Regions from separate parts of the Gasterosteus aculeatus genome. Here region 2 is linked to region 1. A link is a contact called in public Hi-C data. All regions are on one chromosome and are shown on one strand. Each heading gives the region's core, a stretch centred on a gene start, on an enhancer-like site or on the middle of the called end of the contact. The rest is flanking DNA. Distances are from core to core; before and after follow the strand shown. Region 1 overlaps sema6bb (sema domain, transmembrane domain (TM), and cytoplasmic domain, (semaphorin) 6Bb). Region 2 holds the start of plin3 (perilipin 3).

Evidence for each region. A called contact is a pair of places that touch in the nucleus more often than the background predicts.
Region 2: a Hi-C map of skeletal muscle shows a contact between it and region 1, with 7 times the contacts expected there. The contact joins the promoter of plin3 here to the enhancer-like site in region 1. A contact is called at or near these places in 4 of 6 Hi-C or Micro-C datasets (skeletal muscle, tail fin and whole body).

The regions. Positions count from the first base shown.
Region 1 is chr8:18,621,346-18,626,213 of fGasAcu3.hap1.1, forward strand. sema6bb (sema domain, transmembrane domain (TM), and cytoplasmic domain, (semaphorin) 6Bb) reads right to left here. Exons shown (of 18, transcript XM_078108555.1): 18 at 3,647-4,868. Among protein-coding and RNA genes, the nearest start is that of rorca, 14 kb to the left of the region's middle. Within about 2 kb of position 1,351, at least 3 of the 9 cell types and tissues checked have open chromatin away from gene starts, as enhancers often do.
Region 2 is chr8:18,730,978-18,736,199 of fGasAcu3.hap1.1, forward strand. plin3 (perilipin 3) reads left to right here and starts at 3,027. Exons shown (of 8, transcript XM_040185274.2): 1 at 3,027-3,161. sema6bb (sema domain, transmembrane domain (TM), and cytoplasmic domain, (semaphorin) 6Bb) reads right to left here and starts at 3,487. Exons shown (of 18, transcript XM_078108555.1): 1 at 3,387-3,487; 2 at 1,424-1,501.

The DNA of each region.
Region 1 (4,868 bases), core at 101-2,600:
CACATTATTAAATTTCCTTTCGCATTTTGTTTAAAATATCAAAACTATTCCGGTGATAAATAGGAAACGTGCTTCGGATTAAACTGATCGTATCTCTCTTCGAGACAAATGGGAATAAACGCTGGAGGAGACTAAATAATCGAATGTTCTCTTGCGGACCTGAGTGGTCGTGTAGTTAAGTGGATTGCATCGCCCCCTAGTGGTCACTGTTTGTTATCGCAAAGCACAATGTGAAGATAACACCAAACACACACATGGATATATAATGCTTATATATTTATGTATTTACATATATAATCTTTTTTTGATTATAATTTAAGCATCCCTGCATTGATGAATCACACACGCAAGAGTTAACATCACGACCTTTGACCAATGTCTGCATGACCCAATGTCAAGGCCCGGGCCGCCAGCTGCACAGGCTGCTTTTTGTTTCATTTGACCTCCGTTCGGTCACGAGTTACAAAGTTAAACAGCCGCGTTGTTTCATTGGCATCAAAGCGTGTGGGAGTTCGAAAGCTGCTCCGCTATCTTGAAAAGAACCCTTTTACTGAGAGGCCGAACACGTCTCATCCTTCACCGGGGTCTTCAAGGCCACGAGCTCAAACGCGTCGGCCTCCTGTTTGTTAAATCACAGAGCGTTTGCTGTTCACGTCCGACCAAACTGTCAGACCGGACGTTTTTTAAAAGATTTGATGATCAAATAACTTTTCCTTGTTAACTGTTAAACGCGTTTGACAATTTCAAGGTGTTTGCCGGTGGTTAAGAATTGGGTAAATAAAACAATTAATCTGTTATTAATTTGTCTGTTTGTTGTATACCAACAAACAGTACAGTAAAAAATATGTTTATTTTGTGGAAAAGCAGCTTCTGGGAGACCAAATATTGAGACGCCAGCTGGCATTAGGTGGAGCTCAGCTGTGGAGCAGGGAGTGAAATCAAGGAGAGTTCACCCACTGGCACTCTTTCAGCCTCTTCATCAATCAGATCCATCATAACGACAGCGAGTGCGTGTTTGTGTGGAGGCTGCAGGGGGGGGAGGACAGGAAGGAGGAAAAAAGATAGATAGATAGACTGATAGGTTAACGGATAGATAGACAGATGGAGACCCATATGGATGGATGGGTGGATGGACGGACTGCATAGTGTCATGCACACGCCCTCATATTTCAACACAGATCTGGTCCTGGCGTAAACAAGCTGTAAATTATCCCAAAGCGGCACAACAAGTCGCCCTAAATCTGCAGAGGAGAGAGAACACACGGCCACCGGCCTCCTTCATTCCTTGATCAATTCGGCACTGCAGCACTGAGGACCCATAAAGCATCAGCGACAGAAAGCTCCCGACAGGTCCTCTCGGTCCTCCACCACTCAACAGATGTGAAATGGGCCGATGCTCCCGGGAGAGAAGAGGCGCTGGTCCGGAGGGAGGGAGGGAGGAGGAAATGTCCAGACAGGACGGGCAAGGGACAATTTATGATTCTGATTTGCACATTTTTATTATTGTTGCACTGAAGTCTTTTGCGTTTATTAACGCTCATAGAATGTAATTCAGAGCTCTAGCGCCCTCTAATGAGGACTGGTGGTATCACACGTTAACAGAGTGCAGATATGAGCCGTTTAAGCTGCTCAGAGATTACAGAGGTAAGACTTAAATCTCTGTTTTTATAAATGTAGTTTTCCTTTGTCTTAAATGGTTTTGATTGTTGAAATTTGCTATACAAGAGAACACACTCATTCAAATCTACTCGAGTCATTTAAAGGTCTTATTACAGGTAAAAGTAGGTCACTGACTGCATTACACTTTAGAACCGTGGGAGGTTCATTTATATAATATTATTGTTAAATGAAATAGTAGGCTACACAATATATTGCATCAAATGTCAGCTAATGCACAAATGGAACTACACTATGTTATTACACTGCAGCCTGCGCAAACAACTGCGATTAATTATGAACAACTGGCCTAGAAAAACAGCCAGAAAGAGAGACGAGACTCTTTATTGTGGAATGAGCAGTTGAATAAAATATCGGCAAGCAGACAAGGTTAACGTGCATACGGTATAAAAACTCGGCAGAGGCTGCAGCTTCAGCAACACAACGATGTGCGCGCTCTCGCCGTTGCGTTGCTAGGCAACAGCGTGGTCGCATCGCAGTGTTTGATGACGTTCTCATCTGGAGACTTTAAGCTCGTTCAGCAGCGTGATGTTGTTGTTCTCAGTTCAATCGCTAAGCATGTTTAAACCCGTCCCCTCTGTCCCTCTGTCCCAGTACAACCCGTCCCCTCTGTCCCTCTGTCCCAGTACAACCCGTCCCCTCTGTCCCTCTGTCCCAGTACAACCCCTCTACTCTGTCCCTCTGTCCCAGTACAACCCCTCTACTCTGTCCCTCTGTCCCAGTACAACCCCTCCCCTCTGTCCCAGTACAACCCGTCCCCTCTGTCCCTCTGTCCCAGTACAACCCCTCCACTCTGTCCCAGTACAACCCCTCTACTCTGTCCCTCTGTCCCAGTACAACCCGTCCCCTCTGTCCCTCTGTCCCAGTACAACCCCTCCACTTTGTCCCAGTACAACCCCTCTACTCTGTCCCTCTGTCCCAGTACAACCCCTCTACTCTGTCCCTCTGTCCCAGTACAACCCGTCCCCTCGGTCCCAGTACAACCCCTCCACTCTGTCCCTCTGTCCCAGTACAACCCGTCCCCTCTGTCCCTCTGTCCCAGTACAACCCCTCTACTCTGTCCCTCTGTCCCAGTACAACCCGTCCCCTCTGTCCCTCTGTCCCAGTACAACCCCTCCACTCTGTCCCAGTACAACCCCTCTACTCTGTCCCTCTGTCCCAGTACAACCCCTCTACTCTGTCCCTCTGTCCCAGTACAACCCGTCCCCTCGGTCCCAGTACAACCCCTCCACTCTGTCCCTCTGTCCCAGTACAACCCGTCCACTCTGTCCCTCTGTCCCAGTACAACCCGTCCCCTCGGTCCCAGTACAACCCCTCCACTCTGTCCCTCTGTCCCAGTACAACCCGTCCACTCTGTCCCTCTGTCCCAGTACAACCCGTCCCCTCTGTCCCAGTACAACCCGTCCCCTCTGTCCCTCTGTCCCAGTACAACCCCTCCACTCTGTCCCAGTACAACCCCTCCTCGGCGAGTTTCACATGTTCATAAACGACACAAATCACAACACGCGCTGGTCAATGATGTCACCTTCGAGATCAACGTCTGAGAGGTTTATTAGAATAAGAAAGTTGACATAGAGCAAAGTCTCCATGCGGAGTGACACGCACAGCTCAGGACAATGTGGAGAATGGTGAACAACTGCTGGAGTGTGTGTGTGTGTGTGTAGAGGAGGCGTGTGTACTGGGCAGTTGTGGGAGGGTGCATGCACGTGATTCGTTTAGCGTGACGACGGACAGATCTCTTTGCGAACACAAGCGCACTCACACACACACACACACACACACACTTGCATGTACTGTACAAATTCACACGTCGCTACTTCTGTACACACACACAGAGGCCGTGTGTTCATGCAGCTACTGCACTTAAATTACATGTAAGCATCAAGGTTATGTACACAGTAGGGACATGTGTTGTCATTGGACGGCGGCGGGCCCTCGAGGGCCGCGGCGGGGGGGGGGGGGGGGGGGGTCTGGGACGGGGGTCCTTCACAGTAGTGGGAGAATCCCCTTCTGCAGCTATAGAACTTCAGTCCATTCACTCTTCGTCCTCTTGCTCTCCTCTCAGGTTCAGGTCGGCGCTGCTTCCTCGCGAGAGTCTTCGGGGTTTCGTCTTCATCGTCGCCGTCGAATCCGGGCGCGCCGGAGGAATTGAAATCATACACAATAATACTCCATAATCATTTCAAACCCGAATATCTAGCACAGGAACAAACTATAGAAAAAGCAAACATGACGGAAAGGATCAGAGCCGAGTAAACACGTCCACGACTTTACGTAAAAATGCAAATGTGGATTTTGTTTTCACGCCTTGTTTTGTGCTTTTTTTTTTTAATTCGGAGCTCTCTCATGTCGGTGCTCTCGAGTGAGACGGTGGATTTAGGAATAGCCCCCATTCCTGGGCTCTCTGTGGGGCATGGACCGCGTACTGGGCGAGATGGCAGTTATTGGCTGGGGAGGGGAGTGGGAGGGGGGGGGGGGGGGGCACAACCGGATAAGCACACACAGACTGGGTCATGATGGGTGGGCATTTCTTCTGTGTGTGTGTGTGTGTGTGTGTGTGTGTGTGTGTTGATACGTGCTGTAGAGATAAAGAGGGAGAATGTGTGTGTGGAACTGGAGGCAATATGTGTCACCCAAAAAAAGAAAAACTCCAAACAAAATGATTTCAAAGGAAAGGAAAGCAATTTACCGCATAAGAGGGTTTGTAAATGTTTTATGAAATATTGTCACTTATGGATTTGATTTGGGGAATTATTTGATTTCTGTTTCTGTCACCGCCTCATTACATTAACAAGCTAACCTTTAACGGTGACAAACAGGATGAAGGTGCAGCCTGCACATAAATTGAGCTGAATTATTAGGTGTGTGTGTGTGTGTGAGCAGTGTGAGTCAGCTATAAAAAGCATTTTGAAAAAAGGAGACAAAGTGCAGCCGTTAAAAGAGGACGGATGGGAATGACACAAGTTTGTAGAGAAGAAGGAGGATGATGACTTGAATAAACAGACTCCACTTTAACGAGGCCACACTTGAGTTCCTCAGCCGCCCTGTAGTGTCGAACAAATGTAACGAAACGACCCGGTGAGTGAGGCGGCATCGCGAGCAGGACCTCCCCTACAGCGAGTGGGCGTCGGCCTATGTCAGGCCTCGTAATTCAATTGCGCCGCGGATTCGGTTCGATGGACGACGGCGTT
Region 2 (5,222 bases), core at 1,777-4,276, 110 kb after region 1:
ATACCGCATTTTCTTGGTTCTATTTGCTGATATGTACATGGCAGCTTGTGCCTTCTCTATTATAACCAAAAGAGCAGGATTGTCTATTTACCTTGAGAAAATATCTTTAAAAGAAATCTACATGAATTGGTGTGTTCTGCACTCACATGAATACAATTCTGGAAAAATGGCCAATGTACTGCTTGTCAGGGAAGGAGAGCGAGGGAGAGGAGGAGAGCGGGGTGATCAATTTCCTCCAAGGGACGGGGGATTTTGCTGTTATCTACTAATCTTCAATTACTCAATATCCAGAACAATTTTGGCCTCAATCAACTGATCCAGCGAAGCACAGTCACGAGTTAAGCGCGAACAGATGAGAGCCTTCGGGGCAAATGTTGCCAACTCTTCGTCACACACCGCGGTGGCACCGGTGCGTGCGCGGGTGTGTGCTTCATATTGAGGTTGAAGTTGCTCGGGTTATTCATGAAAACGTATCAACAAGCAGTTTGAGGGAAAGCAGCCACACCGCTGTGCTGACGACTACAAACGTCAGTGGGACCTGTTTTCTCTCACCGCCTCAGTCCGGTCTCACAACACAAACTGTTCCCAGTGCAGCCTGGATTGTTTTTTAAACACGGCCAAAACAAAGCAACAACAGGTCCCATTCAGCGAATTTCTGGTGGCCACGTTAGAGGAAATCTATTTCCTTTCTCTGGAGCCCGGTGCAGGCGTTTGGGAAAATACAAATGGGCACATAATGAAGACCGTAATGGCTTGAATGATGAGAGGCCTCAGTGAATGGAGAGGGAGAGTTAATCGAGTTCTAGTGGCGGCGATACGCAGAGAGTCTCTGTACTAGTTTCATGATGATAAAACGCACACCGAAATGGACTCATTGTGTATTTATCCTACTGTTTTTACCAAACAAATGTCATGGTTGACAGTTTTCATGAATTTGTTGCATCAAAATAAGTCTTTCATTGAGGGGCAGCGCCATATGAAGAAGAAAAGTAAGAATAACAAGTGAATGCAGCAATTGGAATTGATATTCCTCCTGCACCATCAAAGACTAATTTTCCTGGATATGTTTTAATCTTTAATATTTAATAGAAAATAGACTCTGTGGTTGTAATGAATCTGCAATAAAAAAAGTATCTCAAAGATTTAGATGAGAATGAATCCAACTGCGGCTTTGGTAAAGAGAAAAAGGTTGAAGTTGACTCAATGGGTGAAGACTGCCCTCTCAGGGTTCCCTGTGTCAATTGCAGTTGACATGTGTTGAGTATCAGCCGCCTGGCCGGAGAATCGCCAGCATGCGCATGCTGAATCACATGTGACTCACCAGAAATATGTGATAGATGTTAGATATTACATCCAAAACAGATGTATAAACCCAGCTTATGAATGAATAAGAGCTCCTCAAAGCAACTCGAGGTCCACTTACTAGATTTACTCTGTAACTTTTTTGTAGCATCTTGTTGCATCTCATGGCCTTTATCAGGAGATTGGGTATCCATATGACCTTCAGAGTGAAGAAGAATGTATGAATGAATAGATATTTATTTCATAAACATAATAAGTGATTGTAGCTTATATAAACACACATGATTTATAAATATAATGATTACATAATTTGTTGACATAAAACACATAATTCTTAATCAAGGTTACACAAACCTCACCCGAGGAGTGATAGTTTACAAATATGTGATTATATCTGATATCAAATATCTTTAAATTACATTCATATAATAACCACTAAGCAATATTATATACTGGGGGTTTAAATAATAGTGTTACCCATCTTCGTCAAAACAAAAAGGTAATTTTAGAATCTCTTTGCAGTTTATTATCTGATTTAGGGTTTGCACATTATAGTGAAGAACAATAATGTGTGAATAAATCAATCGATTATATATATATATATATATATATATATATATATATATATATATATATACTTAACACCCCATTATAGTGTGATATAAAACATGTATTAGGTATTTGCAGTTGATAAATGCTGAAGAGGGGGGGTGAACATTATAGCGTTACCCGTATTTTGTGAACCTAAAGGGAAAGTGAAGCTTGAAAGCATTATTGTGCTTAGAAATGACGGGTGGAGGAAGAATCAAGTAGTTAAAAACAAATCTGGTGCTTTGCCAGCTGATACTCGTGTATCTGTTTCCAGGCGGATATACAGTGAACAGGTTGAGGCTGAAGTGGGTTCCGTCTTTAATACTTTTAATATCCTCTCGGCTCTCTGCAGGCCCCTCTTCTTCCCAATATCACTGATGCTATATATTAATGACGTTCTGCGCGGTTTGAATCAGTTTCTGCAGAGTCCAAAATGTAGAAAGGTGTGGGTCTTTTCCTCCTTTTTTTAAAACTCAACAATCAACATAATAAACGATCTGCCTTATAACTGAACAAAATGTTCTCTGTGGATGAAAGCTCCAGAAAATGTCCAGTGAGGACCTTGTCAGAAGTTTCTTTAGTAAAAGTAGTTCTCTTTTGATTTTTGAAATCTTAGCCCAATTAATTACATCTATATCAGATGTGGACTTCAATACTCCATTATGGATCTAGCCGGTACCAATTACTTTAATCTATGTGTATCATATCACGTAAACTGGTTATGCTTTGTATGTAAAAGCATAGACTAGATGTAGCATTCAATTATAAAATTCTGAATATCATAGGATCTTTGATATTCAGAATTTTATAATTGAATGATTTTGAAGCCTTTGAGTATATCTGTCATAGATATACTCAAAGGCTTCAAAATTGTAAATACAAAACTTAAAAGAATAGTATGAATGAGTCACTCAGTATAAACTAAGAGATAATAGATAATAAGATAATATCTTATAAGATAGGATAAAGTCCAAACTTCATCTGAGTGTACAAAGCAATAAACGCATACAATTAAAAAAGAAAATGCGTTGGTGTTATCATTTATATGATGTGTTTTTTTTTCTTTTTATCGCACCAGGTAACACTGCTGTGACAGCAACTTCCGCACTGTGATTCGATTGGTTAAAAACGTACAAAGCTCCGCCCCTTTCGGCCGTGGTGTGAGTGAGCGGCGGCCCGGACACAGAGGGCCTTGTTGTGGTTCGGTGACCGACATCACACTGCAGGTCACGCAGGGAGCAGAGGAGCGACAACAGGCTGCCAGCGAGGTCAGTGGAGAACTTTAACCGCTCTGTTTTGAATATAATGTCAACTCCGAAAGAACGTCACGTTAAGTTAACTAAAACTGACCAAAGTTAGCTAAACCAACCTAACGTTCACTTAACGTAAACTTTTTTTAAAGTTGACCATTAACGTCGAGGAGGGTATTTACCCGGAAGTCGTGATAAATAAGGAGGAACCGACGAAAAGAGCGTCGCTGTGTGCCGAAGTACCTGGAAAGTCCTTGTTTCTCATCTGGGGTAAAGTTCATCGACCAACAACGTTAACTGAAATTAACGGCCGGGCGGCACCGCGCGTGCTATTGAGAGGACACGATGTTGTGTTCGAAAGCGGCGAAAAGGGTTGGAAATCATACACTCGGCAGAACACACAGTGTAACGTTATGTTTGTACGGGAACTGAGCGTTTAGCAGTGCATCGTATTTCTTCTCCAGCCTTTTTCAGGCTGGAAATTATACCAGTTCATGCCAACAGAGAACCTTCGGTATGTGTAGCCTGTGCTTAGTATATAATTTGTATTGTTTTAGACTGTTACCTCTGCCAGACAGCAAGTGACCTGTGAGCTTTTATTTTTCTTCTCGGTGTTATTTTAGGGATTTTAAGAGGCCTTAACGTTAATGACAATTCCTTCTTTCCTGTAATCACGTTATCGCCCCCTGGAGGGTCTTCACACCTGAACCTCGGGGTCTGCTCTCACTACTTTTTCAGACAATGCAAATGGATGTCATAGATCTGTTTTTCTACAATATTTCATCAAGTTTAAATGTATATTACACAAGAACCCAGCACTTCCTGTCCTTATATCTAAATTCTCACTTCGTCGGATCAGGGGCCGCTACAGCGTCTTGGATCGAGAACAGCTGGAGACCCCTTTGACCCACTGACCAAAGCTGAGCTTTTCTTTTTGCGTCAGCTGCAACACTGTTGTCCATGGCCAGTGTCTCAATATTTTATTGGAGATAAACCAGCCTCTAATAATATCAAAGGTCACATAATTTTTCAGCTCCGACGGGAGCGTGGAAGTTTCCTTTTTCCCTGAAGGGGATGATGTGTCTTAACATAGTGAGGATATGACAAACTGACTTGTAACCCAATAGGAATTTTATGAGTTGCTTATCAGTGGGATAATTATTTCCAAAAGTCTAAAATGCCTTCGTTTGTGTTGCCTTCGGCATATTATGTGTGGTGTTGCTGAGAGTTATCCCAGGTTCATCTCTCACTTGATAGCAGGGAGACTTTGATTTGTAATAAAGCCAATGAAGATGTCATCAACTGCCTCTTGAAAAAATGTGTTGCTCAACCATGATGTTGCAACAAAACGCAATTCGAACAGTTCGTCGGAAACACCATTGATGAAAATTTCCAGCTGCACTCAACACGCTCCCACGGGTATGATCACATACGGTAACCATGTCTCTCTTTGATCCGTCTGCCCTCTGCACCCAGTCAACAATGGCGAGGAACCAGTGTTTCAGTAAAATAATACAGGCCGAGTCCACTAAAGTCTCCCAGGGCCAACTGGCAGCACATGTGGATGAGTAATGGCGTGTCGGAAAATGAAAAGCCATAATTTCTTTTTTTATAATTTCTCTCAACCCAAGGCAACGTCTTTTACAGGTTTTTTTCTGCCAACGATCTGAAAGCCAGAGATATATGAAGTTGCTGTTGCCTCAGACAAAGAAAAGTAGCAAAGCCTGCACAAAGCTCAGACCAGAGAATAATTGGTGTTCTTTCCCAGAAATTGCTTCAACAATTAATTGATAATCAAAATAATTGCATGTGAGAAAAAAAGTTTATTCAATCGTCTTTAGGATTTAATTGATGTTTCCACTCTACTGAAGATGTTTAAAATAATTGGAGAGTTCCCTCTGCCTTTGGGGCATTTTCTCTATATTTTTGATAATTTTTTAATTAAATTAAATGATCCAGAAATGATCTATAGTTAAATAAATTGATTTAAAAAAAAACATTCTTGCTGCAGTCTTAAAATGATAGGTTTTATTAATATCACCCACTCCTACAAAAGAGACAGTCATTCATGTCCCCCTT